Regions from separate parts of the Mus musculus genome. Here region 2 is linked to region 1. The links are chromatin contacts, called in public promoter capture Hi-C maps. All regions are on one chromosome and are shown on one strand. The core of a region is the stretch at or near the end of the contact, and the rest is flanking DNA. Distances in the headings are between cores, read along the strand shown.

The links. Promoter capture Hi-C pulls out the DNA fragments that hold promoters and counts their contacts.
Region 2: a contact with region 1 is called in a promoter capture Hi-C map of cranial neural crest. The contact joins the enhancer-like site here to the promoter of Msx2 in region 1. A contact is called at or near these places in 9 of 39 promoter capture datasets (the 3T3-L1 cell line, cranial neural crest, embryonic stem cells and 5 more), 2 of 15 datasets of contacts at CTCF or cohesin (embryonic stem cells and stem cell-derived epiblast-like cells), 31 of 484 Hi-C or Micro-C datasets (B cells, the C2C12 cell line, adipose-derived mesenchymal stem cells and 17 more), 16 of 115 datasets of contacts at active chromatin or transcription factors (craniofacial prominence, embryonic basal ganglia, embryonic forebrain and 7 more) and 2 of 9 other capture datasets (embryonic tail and embryonic trunk).

Annotation. Positions count from the first base shown.
Region 1 is chr13:53,471,102-53,474,690 of GRCm38.p6, forward strand. It overlaps Msx2 (msh homeobox 2), which reads right to left and starts at 1,679. Exons shown (of 2, transcript NM_013601.2): 1 at 1,231-1,679. The coding sequence starts at 1,609. Gm33763 (a long non-coding RNA gene) reads left to right here. Exons shown (of 4, transcript XR_873406.2): 2 at 2,874-3,589.
Region 2 is chr13:53,762,252-53,765,840 of GRCm38.p6, forward strand. It overlaps Gm34439 (a long non-coding RNA gene), which reads right to left. Exons shown (of 4, transcript XR_382405.3): 3 at 3,254-3,489. Among named protein-coding and RNA genes, the nearest start is that of Gm34439, 24 kb to the right of the region's middle. Within about 2 kb of position 1,525, at least 3 of the 459 cell types and tissues checked have an H3K27ac peak or open chromatin away from gene starts, as enhancers often do.

The DNA of each region.
Region 1 (3,589 bases), core at 429-2,928:
TAGTCCAGAGGGCCGGGCTGAAAGGTAGAAAGGAAGACAAGTTCTCCCCCAGCTGAGCTGGGAAAGTCCCTCCACAATCCCTCTCCCTCTTTCTCAACTTTCCCAAAGTTTGATGGGGGGGGGGGCAGGAAAAAAGGCAACAGAAGAGATAAACCTCAAAGGCCAAGAGATAAAACTAAAAACAAAGTTTCAGGAATGGACCCCAAAGGGATGCTAAGTCTGGAAAGGAAGTCGGCACAGCCTCCCTGGAGGAAGTGGGGTGCAGTGAAAATAGCAATATGGCCATCACCCTCAAAAGAGGGGGCAGAGAGCATGGACACCAGACCCCCATGCCCATTGCAAGTATGAATGGTAACCTGGACCAAGCAAGAGCAATCCTCTAAGCACTAGCCACCAAGTCTGAAGGGGTAGCCACAGGTGGCATGCCTCTGCCTGTACTTTGAGGTTCTAGCAAGCAGCCAAATCTGGCGAACTTGTGGCCACCTCACTGTACATTCTCAAGTTCTGAAGGAATGCTGTTAATTATTACTGTGAACCCAGGAGAGCCCACGAGGGTCTGGCCCAAACTAGCTCCCTGCAACACGCAGAACCTAACCAACAACGGACTAGAATACAAGAAGCTTCCTTTCCGAATCAGTCTCTGCCTGCCACCTTCCCTTCATAGGATGGACACTGGAGTTCGAAGACTACCAAGTATGTCTGCTCCATGTCTGGTTAACTTCCAGTTGTCTAGTCTTTATAGTGGGGTGAACTTCATGGGGCTGCCTGTATATTTTGAAGGCCAGCAAAACCACATTTCAATACTCATTTAAAGTGGATCCCAGCCCGGTGTGGTGGTGCACACCAGTTATTCTAGTACTTAGGTGGTGGAGTAAGATGACGAGTTCAAGACCATCCTGAGCTGCATACCAGCACGGGCCACAGGAGACCCTGACTCAACAAAACAAAACAGCGACTCTCCCCTATTTCCCGGGCAGGTACACAAATATGAAGTTTTCGGAGCAGGGGGCTAAGGACTGCAGAAATCAACAACTTGGTTTGGTTTTCAAATGCCAGCCAGCGCTCAGGTACTGCAGATTCCTCGAAGCTAGGGATTCTGGGATGCGGACCGCCCGCTGAACTGGGGTACCAGGGGGGTCAAGAGCATCATCCTGTTAACACCCGTTCCCCAGCCCCTCTGGGACCCCTCGCGCTGGTCCAGCCCGGATCCCGTCCCAGACGCGCACTCACTGGGCGGCGGGGAGTATCTGCCGGGCTCCTGTATCCACGGTGCTCCGTCTTCGGAATTTTCCGACTTGACCGAGGCGGTCTCGAAGGGCTTGACGAGAGGCCCGGGACTGTGAGCGTCCCGGACGCCGTGTCCCGGCAGCAGCAGCGGCCGCAGGACAGCGCCAGCCGAGGCGCAGTCGGGTGGCACCGCGGGCGATTCCTTGGGCGGCTTCTTGTCGGACATGAGCGCCTCCACGCTGAAGGGCAGGCTGGAGACCTTGACCCTGCGTTCCTCTGCGCTGCCCTCGGCTCCTCCAGGCCCGGGACCCGGGCCGGCCAGTACCGCGGGGCCCTCCTCATCCGACGAAAACAAGTCACCGCCTTTAGTCGGAGAAGCCATGACTTTCTGCGCCGCGTAGCTGTCGGCGCGCGACTCCGCTGGCAACTCTCAAGCGAAGACTCCAACTTTTGGGGGGGGAGCCGGCAGGGGCGCGCTGGGAGCCCAGCCTGTCCTCCGAGGGGAAGTGGGAGACTCGGCTCAACCAACTGGCGACGGCCCTGCTCCTGACGCCACGGACGCTCGCCACCGATTGGCTCTCCCTGGAGAGGCTTGGGGCCCTTCCCCCGCCCCGTTTGAAATAAATTAGGAGTTAATTACAGGAGCAGTCAGCAGAGTTGTTATTAGGCGATCCCTCAAGGGTTATAATCGCCCAAACTGAAAAGTCTAAGGCGTAATTAAAGCCGATTGTTTAAAGAGGAAGCTTGCCGAGTCTCATTTCTTGTCTTTTAACCCCTCTTTAAAGTGTTTCTGGTGCCGATCCCACACGCTCCCGCCTGAGAATGTTGGAAATCTGCGGAGGGCATGGAACATTTATAAAGCTCCCACTATGAGCTCAAACTAGTGTATCTTTGTAACTATAATGGAAAACAATAGCAGCATCTTTACTAATAGAAATAGTTTAGGCATGGTCCTTAGTTGTCTTATCTTTGGAGAGTGTTCCAAGACATTAGCTGTAACTCATTCCTTAAGAAAAGGGACAAAGATGAGAAAGGCTGAGAGGTGGTCAAGGGATATTCAACTAATCTCTACCCTTTCTCCCTTTTTTTTTCCTTTAAAACAGACTCTTGCTCTCCAGCTCTGGCTAGCTTAGAAGTCGCTCCCTATCTTACCCAAGATGGTCCTGAACTTGCTACCCCACTGGCTTCGTCCCTGGTGTTGAGAGTGTAGGTGTGCACCAGCAGACCCAGCGCCCATTGGTTCCTGGCAGCTAATTTACACAAATGATCTCCATTTCATACTCTGTCCAAACAGGACAAGTTTTAGAAACTGTCAATGGGGATATTTTCTCACCCCTTGAGTCTCCTCTCTAGGCCCGTGCAAAAGTGTGCTCATGAGGTTTTTTTTTTTTTTTTTTTTTTTTGAGTTTGTGTTTGTCATTGGAGTTCAGGTGTCAGGATAGCATCTGCCTTGGGAGGTGATGGGCAGGGGAGAAGGGTATTTGTGACATTTAGTGTCTTTATTCTCTCTGCAAATAACAGGGTTCGACTTTGCAAACCCAAAGCCTGAATATCTTTGGGGAAAGCTCATCTCACCTGACTTTGAAATTTTAAGCAGCATACCTATCAGGATCCCACCCTAAAGCACACTCTCTATCTAACTGCAGCCCCAAAGCATCAGTGACCAACTGTATCAATGCATGGAAGAAGAGAGTTTTGAGACAGAGGCCTGAAATAATTCTGCACCTCCCTTGCCCGCAAGCCAGCAGGAGCAGAAAGATCGCTGCAAACAACCCATTTCAGGCTGCAGAAGCTTTTTCATAGATCCAAAAACCCATCCGGACTGGTGGGGGAAAGAAGAGCCTGCTAAGCGCTGGTCCCAAACAGCAAATGCTCCCTAAATACTCCCTCCAGCACCAAAGGGGAGGACCATTGCTCCAAGTTGCTTTCAATGACCAGAGCTTAGCAGGTACCCCAGTTTAGAAGACTTAGAAACTTGACTGCCTAGACCTCCAGATCCTTCCAGCTTACCTCTCTGAAACAGGGACCTTTGCCTCAAACATTTACCCAGAGTGAAATCTCGCTGGTCTGAGGGAACCCATAGATGTAGAAATCTTAGAAGATTAAAAAAAAAAAAGTCTTCACCAGATAATTCAGTTCAGTTTTGAAAGGTTTTCTTTTAATGATAAGAAGTTCTAAATGAGGCTTCTAAAAACCTGTGAAACTTTCTCCTACCACAAGATACAAGTACTTTGTTGTTGCTAACTGGAAGCCCGGGAAAGCCAAAAGAAGACAACGAAGGTGATTTGGAGACATGTATTTTCCCTGGAGTCACATCTGATGATAGGGATCTCAAATACAATACAGGTAAATTCAGATTGAG
Region 2 (3,589 bases), core at 275-2,774, 290 kb after region 1:
CACATGAGCCCAGATTCTCTTGTACATAAGGTGGAGCCAAGCTTCAGATCCACATGCATGGCTCCACTTCTAACATTTTGTAGGTTCTAAACGGCAGGTATGGAGCCAGCTCCCCAAGAACACGGAACACAGACTCAGCCAGAAAGCGACTGCTCACTTCTGAACTGACTCCTGGAAATGGTAACTATACCAGCCACTGCCTCGGCTCCTAGACAGGCAAGAGGGACAGGGGGTGGGGTGGGACAAGCTTCCACAGTGAGTGGAGGCCCAGGTATCCTCAGGGCTGTGTTATGGTGGGGCATCACGTGACCACTCACATAGTTGCAACTCTTGAGATGCCCACACTTGTCCTTGCCTGTGTGTGTGGTGTGTGATGTGTGGTGTGTGGTGTGGTGTGTGTGTGTGTGTGTGTGTGTGTGTGTGTGTGTGTGTGTGTATGTGTGTGCACGCGCACGCACATGTGCACACTTTGGCCCTGGGGTATAACTCCCACCCAGGTACCTACCTTACCTTGACTCTGCCCTTTTTCTGATGGTGAAGTTAGCGACACAGGCATTGTTCTCGTCCTTTCTCTCTAGTCTCACTCACTAAAAACAATGATCATTTAAGAGACTCAAACTGAAGTGTAATTGCCTCCTAACAGTGTCAAGAAATGGGGCTTCAGGGCTGGAGACATGTACGGCTCCACTCGCTTGTTGCTTTTGCCAAGGATCCTGGTTTAGTTCCCAGCACCCGCATGGTGGCTCACAACCATCTGTGACTCCAGTTCCAGGGGATCTAATGCCCTCTTCTGACCTCTGTGGGCACCAGGCATACATGTGGTATACACACATACATGCAAGTAAACGCTCACACAAAAAATACATAAATAAATATGGCCTTTAAGAAGCCATCAGGTTGTGAGCTCAGCCTCTCTGCTCAGATTAAAGCCACCTTGAGAACAGACTAGGCACCAGGGGCGCTGGTTCTTTGTATGAGGATCGGTCCTTCTGTGTCTAACTTTCATTCTGTTTCCCCTTCTAGGGGACTGCACAGGAAGAGAGGCCCTCTAAACCTGTCTTTCTCTGTCTCTGGAATCATGAAGCAATCAATTTGTTTACATTATAGAATACCAAGTTGGTGGCATTCTGTTGGTGGCTCAACACAGACTAGGGCAGGAGCCCACGGCTATAACCCTTTCAAGTTCACATCCAAGTCCTCTCAGGCCAGAATACCATAGCATCTCTGCACTGGTAACCATGACCACAGCTGCTGTGTGTCCACCTTGGGGCCTGGGTACCCTGGCCCTGCTTCTTGTAGTGTCTGGTGCATCTCTAGTACCTTGGAGGGGCCTTCCACAAGCCATCACAGAAATCCCCTATTGTTTTACTCCAGACAAACCACCACTAAGTCATTTTGTGTCTTACTTCCACAGAGACTCAATCTCTGGGCACTGAGTGGCTTCGGGGCACACCCATCAAACCAGTTCTCCACCTTTAGCCCCGCCAGCTCCGCTGTTCCAGAAGGTTCTAGCAAGACTCTCGTATTGAGCCCTAAGGACAGACCCAGTGGGACCTGTCCCCACACTCCCAACCTTGTCAGCAGAAGCACTTTCCCCTTCTCTTTTAGTAAAAACCGACGGACCCCAAACTGCCTCCAAATAGAGTTCTAGATGGCCTGTTCTTGCCTGTCTGGAACTGGCTCAAGTTTGTCTGGCTTCCTGAGAGAGCCCAGCTCAGACATGCATCACAACCAGGATTAGGGATTTTCTTATTACTTTCTCAAAAAACAATAAGCCTATAACATGGGCAGGGAAAGTATTTCTTGCTGTTGTTTAAACAGAGAGGCTAAGCTTATATGGTCACGCAAGGGGCCTGATGGGGTCCCAGCTTCTTGGAAGTTTGATGCTTTCTCTTGCTTCCTAGTGCTAGCTTCTGTCTCCTCCGTTAGCATCCTGTTCTGCAACCCTGGCCTCTTTAGCTTGCATGACTCTCCCTGACCTGAGTTGCCTCATCTCTGTAAGAGAAGCTGGGGCTGGCCCACCTTCCTGAGACAGTTCCAGAGCTACATGGGAGAAGTCTGTGAACAGCCACGATGCTCGCTCGGCTCCCAGCATGCAGAGCCGGCTCTCCTACCCTCAGCTCCCAGGGAACGGGCCAGCACCGGTGACCTCTGAATGGCAGCTGAAACTCCACATTTCTTCTTTTGAGGAACAATCCTTGAACCCTAACTGGGCACTTTTAATGAGCAAGCACTGTAAAAATGCATCTAATTACACAGGGCTCTTGTCAGAATTGAACAACAATGACTATGACAGCTTTGGAAACTATGGAAAATGTAATCAATTATTACTGTCACCACAGGGCTGTCACTAGGTGGCATTAGAAGCCCCATAGTCACCCTGGCAGATTCTGTCCATTGGAGAATTCTCTATAAGGAGGTTCTAACTTATTTACACTCAGCATCCCCTGGATGCAGCAAGCATATTTGCTTACACGGGGGGCTCTTCAGGGCTCAGATGAGCACTGTCCCTTTTGCAGATGAGGGAACTGATGGTCAGAGAGGTGCTCCTATAGGTCTAGCATTGCCTGGAGTGGAATGAACAGCCCCTTCTTAGCAGCGTCCACGGTTACCTATGGGTTATCAAGCAATGACCACGAGTTAGGTCCATGCTCATCAAACCAGACTGTACTTTCAAAGCGACATGATAAGTTCAGTTATGACCCAGGGCCCAGAGGTGTGCAGCCAGGCCCGGTAGAGAAATCTGATCCCACTTGTATCCCTGTGACTGCAGCAAGGCCAAAGATAGGCTTAGAAAGAGGCTGCTTTGCAGACGTTGGTGCCCTCTACTGGTAGCATCAAGATAGGCAGCTTCAAGGGAGCCGGGAGCAGGCTAAACAAAATCAACATAGGACACGGGTAAGTAAGCATCCTCCATCGCGGACAGGAGGTATTCCGTATCTCCGTTTTGAAATTTTATTTTGGAAAGGCATAGATAATAAGATATCTTAGGGATGGGGTCCAAGCCTACACACAAAAGGATTTACTGATATTTTGGACACTTCACACACATGGATAGACAGATACTTTCAATAACATTGTGCACAAAACACAGTTTCCTGTGGAATTTCCCACTTCTGGTGTCAAAACTTAGAACAATTTATTCTTCCGATCTTTCCAGAAGTGGAAATCACACGCCATTACTTCTAAGTGGTCTCACCTCGGACCAATAATACAGCCAGGAACCAGGTGGACTCAGGCTCAGTTAACTCACCAGATGGATCATGGCAGGTCAGATACGAGTGTCGCGATTCTCTCAGGCTCTGTCACAGCCATGTGATGTTAGTTGCTGCTCCCAACACCGTGTCCAGTCCACACAAGACTGTGTTCAAAGGGAAGGAAGGAGTGTATGGGTCAGAGGCAGCCTCGCTGGTCTTGCTGTCTCGATGTAAGTCAAGGTAGGCTGAGGAAAGTGGATATCAGGCTTCATCTTCAAGAACCTTAGACTGACTGGGGGGGGGGGGAGTAAGGAAAAGAGTTATCGATGAAGATCAAACAAATGTTTGACCTTGTGAAGATCAAACACCTGTTCCGCCCCTGGCCACACGTG